Regions from separate parts of the Hordeum vulgare genome. Here region 1 is linked to region 2. A link is a contact called in public Hi-C data. All regions are on one chromosome and are shown on one strand. The core of a region is the stretch at or near the end of the contact, and the rest is flanking DNA. Distances in the headings are between cores, read along the strand shown.

Evidence for each region. A called contact is a pair of places that touch in the nucleus more often than the background predicts.
Region 1: a contact with region 2 is called in a Hi-C map of leaf, with 10 times the contacts expected there. The contact joins the promoter of LOC123401633 here to the promoter of LOC123403405 in region 2. A contact is called at or near these places in 6 of 6 Hi-C or Micro-C datasets (leaf, seedling and an unstated tissue) and 1 of 1 datasets of contacts at active chromatin or transcription factors (embryo).

Annotation. Positions count from the first base shown.
Region 1 is chr6H:40,582,034-40,586,258 of MorexV3_pseudomolecules_assembly, forward strand. It overlaps LOC123401633 (pentatricopeptide repeat-containing protein At4g04790, mitochondrial-like), which reads right to left and starts at 1,605. Exons shown (of 16, transcript XM_045095470.1): 1 at 1,369-1,605; 2 at 1,228-1,290; 3 at 461-1,111; 4 at 144-323. The coding sequence starts at 1,573.
Region 2 is chr6H:40,425,195-40,429,472 of MorexV3_pseudomolecules_assembly, forward strand. LOC123403405 (bZIP transcription factor 11-like) reads right to left here and starts at 2,378. Exons shown (of 1, transcript XM_045097340.1): 1 at 895-2,378. The coding sequence starts at 1,767. The coding sequence ends at 1,249.

The DNA of each region.
Region 1 (4,225 bases), core at 355-2,854, 160 kb after region 2:
AACTAGAAATTGCACTGTATCCTTCAACTATCAAGAAAATATTACGATGCAAAGATTTTTCAATAAAATTAGTTGAATGTTCATCTTATAGCCATCAAAATACTTTGATTAGATTTTGGCAAAATGTGCATACAGTTTATCACCTTTTGATGTCATCTTCTGAAGAAGTTTCTCAGCATGGGTCTCCAGTTCGAGCCTACCCATATACTTGAATATACTGGATACGTACTTCGACCCTAAAACTTTTGTTGGGTCAAGTAATTTCAAGAACGTGACAAAATCCATCTTTCTGTTGCTTTCAGCAAAGGCCAGCATATAGCATTCTGTAAAACAATGCATTGATTAAGGTACTATAGGGGGTATGGTATGTAAGTTTACAAACTGTGCAAGATGAAACAACTCTGTCTCATTATGATGAATACCCAAATAGAAGGTTTTGACTGTGATTTTGGGCCATTACCTGCTATGCAATAATCAGCTTCCTCACTGCAGTCTTCAACAGAGCGACAAAGTTCTCGAATGCTTTCTTCATCTTGAGCTCGAATCAAAAGCAACATCTCGTAATAAGGTATCCTGGAGCAGGACCGTGGATTCGCATCCCTAAAAAATGCGCTGAACATCTCAAATTCCTCCAACATCTCCACATCCATCAGGTACAAGAGAAATGGCCCGTAACTGTCTTCCTCGATCTGAAACCCCCTATCTTTCATCATCTCGAAAAGCCGATATGCCCGAAAAATATGTTCCACTGCTGAGTCAATTTCCCCGCAGGCCCTTGCCTTTTCCAAGCAAACCCTAGCCAATGCATTGAACTCCTTGGGACCGGTATCCCTCCCCAGCCTCCCGAAGAACTCGAGCGCAGACTCCATGCCAAGCTTGTCGGCGCACATCCGCATCAGCCTCGTGAAGCGGCGGCTTTCCGTGTTCTTGAAGATGTAGCGCTTCTTCTTCTCCCTCGCCACCTCCTTCCGCAAGTGCATCATCGCGTTACTCGGTTGCGACCCTGCAAACCACTCCATGTCCAGTATCTTGTTGCCGATGGCGTCGACATTGTCTTCGGACTCCTCCGGCAGCGCCTCCGTGACCCCCGACTCTTCCGCTTCATCAGGACCTGAACATTAATAATCAGATAAATCTCAGTTGCAGATACAGTTCCACAGCTAGTGAAAGAGCTGCATTTGGGTTTTCGGTGTGGTGACAGTTGAAGCAGAGACTGCATAAGAATACCGTTCAATACGGACAGGATCTCCTTGGTGAAATCACGGGAGTTGTCCTCCTCCTCCTCCCCATCTGAGCAAGAGAAGGGAGACGAGTGAGTGGGGAGCAAATGGCGAGCGAGGATGGGGTCAGGGGTGTGGAGTCGGTTACCGTTGGCGACGGCGTGGGGGAGGGAGGAGGGAAATATGGTCTTCTTGGAAGCGGCGGCCTGCTTGAGTCGGAGGAGGGAGGCGGGGGAGACCGCGGTGGCCGGGGAAACGGCGGCGCCGCGGCTGGTGGAGGGGCGCTTCCGGGTTGCGAGCTCGGGCGCGGCGGCGGCCACCTTCTTGGTCGTCTCCAGGAGGCGCTTCCACATCGGTGGCGCGTGGCCGAGGGCGGCGGGCGGAGCAGCCGCCGCCAGTAGGTCGCGGCGCGGCGGAGGCGCGCCGGCGCGACGAGCGTGTTCGTGCGAACCAGGCGGCTTTTCCGCGGGTCGGTGTTGCGGTTGGGCTGGGCCCAAACCCACCTTAAACACACCACGGAATAATAGGGCCCGAGTCCTCTCAAGTCTCAAGAGAAAAAAGAATGAGCTCCTCGAAAAGAAAGTGGAAAACAGAGTCTGTGTACGGTTTTCTTTTTCTTCAAAAAGGATCTGGATTTATCAGAAAACTTTACCAGAAATACAAAGCATCCCAGATAAAAAATTCATCAAGGTACATAGACCGTCGAACGACCACTACCGTAACCAGAACGAGTCGACGGCGTGTTGTTATTGTGGCTCCTTTATTGGAGTTGGCTTGACCTCGTCGATGACACCTCAGAAGCCCCCGTGCACCTGTCCCTAAGAACGAGGGCCCCCGAGCCGTGGTCATAACCGTTAAACCCTTGAGTAAATATAAAGCATCTGACATCAAATCTTGCCATCGCACATTCACGACAAGAAACCCTAACCTTGTTGCCTTAAGGAGATGCAAGAATCTAGTTCGTCCGTCCCATAATATAAAAGTGTTTATACACTACATTAGTATTAGAAATGCTCTTATATTATGAGACGGTGGGAGTACCTCGGAGCTCAGTTGACTATGTCTTACAAACGAAATTGAGGGTCAAAGTCTCAAAGGCAAACACGAAGAAGAAGTGTCGTCATCCGTGACGGAGCTAAATTTGGCATCTTGGATAGGGGGTCCGAAACTAATGATCATCAGACGATGGTAACAATGACACGAGGTTTGACCCAGGTTCAGGCTTTCCAAAAAGATAAAATCCTATGTCATGCTTATGTTTTATTGATTTTGGTTCGAGTACATAGTACAATCGATCTGCCCTGAGATTGTCGTGTGTCGTCTACGTGCCTTACCCCTCATCATATATAGAAAACTGAGGTTCTAGAGTAACATCCTAGTCGGTTAAGAACATGTTGTAGACTACTTATAGTATCTCAGAGTATACATCAAGTCTTAGGGAATATTTCTTTCACATGCCATGGACCACCTTGATGGGGTCCACTGGTGAACCGACATGGGGTCCTCGGCCCCACCCACCAGGGGTGGAAGACGACATGATGAACCCCTCCCCTCCCCCCCCCCCCCATCCAGGACGCCGTCAATATGTTTGAGTGTCGCGTCTTTGAGGACTAAAAAACCCGACATAAACTACTAGCCGGAGCGTAGGCACCGAGGATTTTCCTCTTCACCAGTGACTGTCGGAGCGGCAGCCGTAGATGGAGGTGAATTTATAGGATCGTTGGTAAAGCTTGGAGCGGATGACTTTGCCTTAGGAAGGAAAGGAAACGCTTGGCATGGTAGTAACTATTCGATTAATTTGGACCAATTTATGTTTGAATGTTTATGCTTAGAAAAATTGAATTAAATCTTTAAAAAATATAGGAAGCAATGTTTGGTCCCTTATATTCGACGCGACACGCACGATAATGGAGGAGGAAACCTATCCTATGCACAGGGGGTTTAGTGAACCTAGTGTCTGTAGTCTCTTCATGGGTGTACTCTCATTTAGAAGATTTTAAAAAAATCAGAAATAAATTTAGTAGGCGGGCGCGACACTTCCCCCCTTGATATAAAATTCAAATCAAACATTAAGCACATTTTGTGAAAACGAAAAAATATACCCCTCCCCTTAAAATTTTCTAGCTAACCTAATTGAAGAATAAAATCTTAACCAAAGTAGGTGCACCACAAGGAAAAGTCCTATTCTACTCTCGAGCTCAAATGCTCCTTCATGAATAATAAAATTTAAAAAATAGTAAAATATTTCAAAATATTCTGAATTTTTTTGTGGCAAACTTTAGCAAATGTTCTACATGCTTATCAAAATTCAGCACGAAATAGCATTCCTGAAAGTCGCAGCGAAAAAACAAAATCAACAGTCCAAAATGTATCCAAAACTAGCATTTTTGGAGCAGCGATTTTGCTTTTTCGACACGACTTCCACAAATGCTATTTAGAGCTGAAATTTTTTAATCACACGAAACTTTTGTCAAAGTTTACCATAAAAAAATCAGATTTTTTTCAATGTTTTTTTTTGGTTTTACTGTTCACGAAAGAGCATATGAGCTTGGGAGCAAAAACTCCATGTCCCACCACAAGTATCTAAGTCCATGTTTGTAACCACAATAGATTATGATAATCTGGATTATGAAGATAGATTATATAATCTGGTTTATAAAAAAAAATTAGATGGGCATGTTTGAAGGCCGGATTGTATAAACTGTAATTCAGGTTTTACATTGCATAATGACCTGTCCGTCCTCTGATTTTTTTTTTAAAGAGGAGTGTGGCGGTGGCAGAAATGTAATTATCTTCAACTTTATAAGGGTAATTGGTCTTTACAATCCATATTTTGATTTTAGCTAGAGTAGAGTAGATTGTGAGTTTTTAATAATCTGTCCATCTAGTTTTTATAATCTACATCATAATTTGTCCTGTTTAGAGGTAGAAAGATTATAAAAACTGAATTATATAATCTAAGTGGTTCCGAATATAACCTAATTTGGTCTTGGTGGAGGAGGAGA
Region 2 (4,278 bases), core at 1,128-3,627:
CTCAAGGAAAGAGAAATGGGTTTGAGATGAAAGATGAGCTACTACTACAAGCCTAGCTAGCTAGCTAGCCATGAGGCTACTGCTAGTGCTAGTGCTGCCGCCATTAGTTTTGCAGAGATGTAGCAGTAGTAGTAGTAGAAGCAGCAGGACATGCATAGCATAGCATGCACTGTGCCTTTGTACAAGAGAGTTTGGTCCATGCATGCATCCATGCATGACAAGCAGAGAAAAAGTGGCCCTGTGGTACAATCAGAATTCCCAGGAACCAACCAGCAGAGGCTGTGATGGGAATAGTGGAGGAGAACATTGGGGTGGTAAACTGGAGAATCTCTTTCCGCGTGCATGCACAACCGTCCATCTGTTGGTGCTGTGCTGTACTGGAAAAAATAATAATCTTGAGAAATAAATAAATACATTTGTGTATGAATGAAAAAACAAAAAACCATGGGCCAGTTGTTTTTTATTCCGTTCTGAATATATTCCAGTCACAAAAGACTGGCTGCTATCACTCTCTGGTTATTATTCTCTTCCCACTCACTGCCTTGTGGGGGGAATATCATGAGGATTTTCTGAACCTTGTGCATTGATTGGCATCTGATGGATGTACTATGTCTACTAGCTGTGAAAAATGTGAAGCCAGTTTTTTTTTTTTTTTTTTTGAAGTGGAAATGTGAAGCTAGTTAAGTCAGGAAGAGCAAGATAGTAAGCGGCATCAGCACTTTAGCAGAGCACATCACAATTCAAAGACAGAGAGAAGAAAAGGTTGCTCCAAGGTAGGTAGCAGAAATAAGTAAAAAAAAAATGTTCATGCATGGAAGTAAAAAAGAAATCATGAGATGATGAGTAAGTAAAAGTAAGTAGAGTAATTATATATGGCACTTGCTTTGTCTGATCGAGCAACAGCACAGGGAGAGAGAGCTTACTGCTTCTTCTTACATAGTGGATCACATGATGGTGATGCATGCTAAGCTTAAGAACCATCATCACTTGGTACACACACACCAGTTGAGATTACACATGATGATTGATTAGGCGCGGTAACTAATTAATTAACCCCAGCTGCTAGCTAGCTAGCTTTTCTAGTTAGGTGCAGTAAAAACTCCACGGCCCTCCAAATCTTCAGTACGTAATTAACCTGAAACACCAGAAGCATCAGGGAAAAAAGATGGATGGATGATCTTTCTTGCTGCGCTCGCTCGCTCGATCTTGTGCTGGCTGCTGTCGTCTGCCATGCCATGGCCGTGGGTGCTAGCTTTGGAGGGCTGGGAACATGAACATCTCGGGGGAGGATCTGCAGAGGTAGTCGTCGAGCGACGGGCCGTCGAAGCCGAACGGGTCGGTGGCGGTGGCGGTGGCTGCCGCGGCGACGGTGAGCGCGACGGCGGCTGCGGTGTTGTTGCTGGCGCTCATGCAGGCGATGATGTCGTTGAGCGACTGGAGGCGCGCGGCGAGCTCGGCGGCCTGGGTGCGGAGGACGGCGTTCTCGGCGTCGACGGCGAGGAGGCCCCGCGCTGTGAGCCCGAGCGCGGCGGCGACGTGCGCGTTCTCGCGGCGCAGGTGGGCCGCCTGCGCGGCGAGGTCGTCGAGGTGGCGCTGCTTGCGCATCCGCGAGCGGCGCGCCGACTCCCGGTTGGAGAGCATCCGCTTCGCCCGGCGCTGCTCCATGAGTGCCCGCATGTCCTCCTCCGTCCCCGACGCGGCCGCCATGGCCATGGCCGCCGCCGTCGAGAGCGAGCCCGTGCTCCCGCTCCCGCTCGAGGACGCCATCCACCACCAAGCAAGCAAGCAAGCAAGCAGGGACTCTCTGCTTTCCTTTGTTGTTGTTGCAAGAAGCAAGGATGGATTACCAGCTACGGACTGACTCTAGAGAGACTGCGACGACGACGACGAGGAGGAGGAGTGACGACGACGAGAGAGTAAGCGCGCGAGTGGGAGGGACGAGGAGAGGATGGAAGGAGGAGGAGGGCTAAAGGAGGAGGAGGGAGAGGGGGAGGAGGTGTGTGGGGGCGAGTGGTTTATGAGAAGACATAGAACCAGTAGAGGAAGACGACGGAGAATGACTGGACGAGGTGGGTTCGGCGCCGGAGTGTGGAGTTGATCATAAACCCGGAGAGGAGGATCTCGCTGATCACCGGCGACATCGGGGGACTCTGAGGCGTACCCGGGGAAGCATGTGCGCTCCGCTTTCTTTGGTTGCCTCCTGGAAGAAGAGAGAGCTCCACCACCCGCCGGAGAATGGATGGATGGACCGACGGACGGGCGACCTCTCAGCTCACTGCTAGCTTGCTTCTCTCTCTCTCTCTCTCTCTCTCTCTAGACGGACTCTGTCTCTCTGGCTGCGGTGCAGGGGAGGGAGCGGAGGAGGAGGGGGGTGTTGGGGCAGGGAGCGGGGAAGGATTTATAGAGCCGGCCGGTGGCTGGGGGAGGAAGAACGGGAATGCGATTCCGTGGGGGGAGGCCGGGCGGGAATGGGAATCGGCCGCCGATCGGCGGGTGCAGCAGAGCAGTGGCAGAGCGGCCGGGCAGGAATGAGGGCGCGGGCGGTCGCACGTGCGGCCGGTCGAGTCGAGTGGATCCGAGGCGCGCGGCTGGAAATCACTCACGCACGCACGCACGCACGCCTTCGTGTCCAACCAGAAGGCTCTCGAATTTACCGTGGGGAGGATGCATGCGCCTAAAGCCGGCGGCGGTGAGAATTCACCGCGCATGCGGCGGTGGCGCGGAAGTGGAGGGAGAATCTCTGCCTCTGTGTGTGTGATCGCGGGCAGATCAGATTCAGATGATACGTAGGCTGCTGTCTGGGCTCCAAGACGCAGATGTCGATTCCCTAACTCTGTAGGAGTAGATGGTATTCAAGGTGTCTGGCACGCGGGTCCTGCACGATTTGAATCACGGGCCGGCGGGCGGTCTAGCAACGGACCAGGTGGCGGTTCCGAATCTGGGAGAAAGGAAATACGTATGAAGGAGCAGGAAAAGACATGAAGCTGTTGCCCGTGTCCGTCGTGGTGTAGGTATTCTTGATGGGATATGGCGCACGTACCGGTGATCCGGTGAATGCACGCGCGACGAGGTTGCACACTTGCACCTAGGTTCGGTGGAGCGATTTGTCTGTTTGATTTCTACTCTCTACTTCTTTTAACTACCAGTATTTAGGTATAGAGGGTAATCAACGGAACATCAGATTACTAAGAGAAACTTTAACGCAACGATTCAAATCGGCCGTCCGCGTTCATTTGGGTCGACGTCATAAAAGTAGAGGTCTAATCCACCAACTCAAACCTAAAACGTGTCCTCTTCGCGTCCGTACGGACCCAATTCTAACGTAAATTTGAATCACATTTAGGTTACAGGTGGACATGAAGCTGACATTTATTGTGTTTGTGTCGTCCTCCTCCGTTTGACCTCACCCACTTGTCAACCACACCCACCCATCCACCACTCTCTACTCATCCTCACTCACTTTTCTCTTATTATTTTACTATCACAGTGCTGCCGTTCACTTGCTTCCCGTTGGGTGTACTGGTTGACCCATTTAAAAAAGCGTACACGGACAGGCGGGCGGTCGACCCAAAGGGACAACAACGCTATCCGTTTGGGTCGATGCATTGGAGTTGCCCTAACTAGCTATTCGCTTCGCATCTAGCTTTTTAGAGGGAGTATCATCATTTAGGCGATGTAAGTTTGTGTGATAATAACAAGTCGACGATGCCCTTTGATGTTCTGGGCCGCACATGTGCTACTCTGATGTAGGGTCCATAACGTGAGAGGCAAGGGTCATAATATAAGGTTATGAGGTACCGATAGATGGTCCCTAGCTACCACACCTTACGTAGGTGGTCGTTGGTACAGCCATGAGGGGTCCAAGCCGGTTACAACTTGACAAATTGAAGGAAAGTATGCTATATCTACATTTACGAAGGAGTCATTGCCTTGTTCGTCAAACAGATGATTCAGCAAAACCAAGCTTTAGCATAACATTTTGGATAAAATTCCACCCTACACAACAGGTGGACTATCGGCCGTGGGCTTGGGCCAGCCCGTGGTTACTGGGTCTTCTTCATCCTTCTTGATTATACTCCAAGGGCATGGCATCGTCAATAACCCCCAAATTCTTCATGATTTGATTGATGGCTTGACCCTTCTTACTTCTAAATAGAAGCTTCAGAGTGATAACTGTTCGAAATATGAGTAACTTACAAAATGATTCAAATAAACGAAACAGTAGATAGAACATGGCCATTCTAACACAAACAATACTAGTAATGCAAACTAAATGAG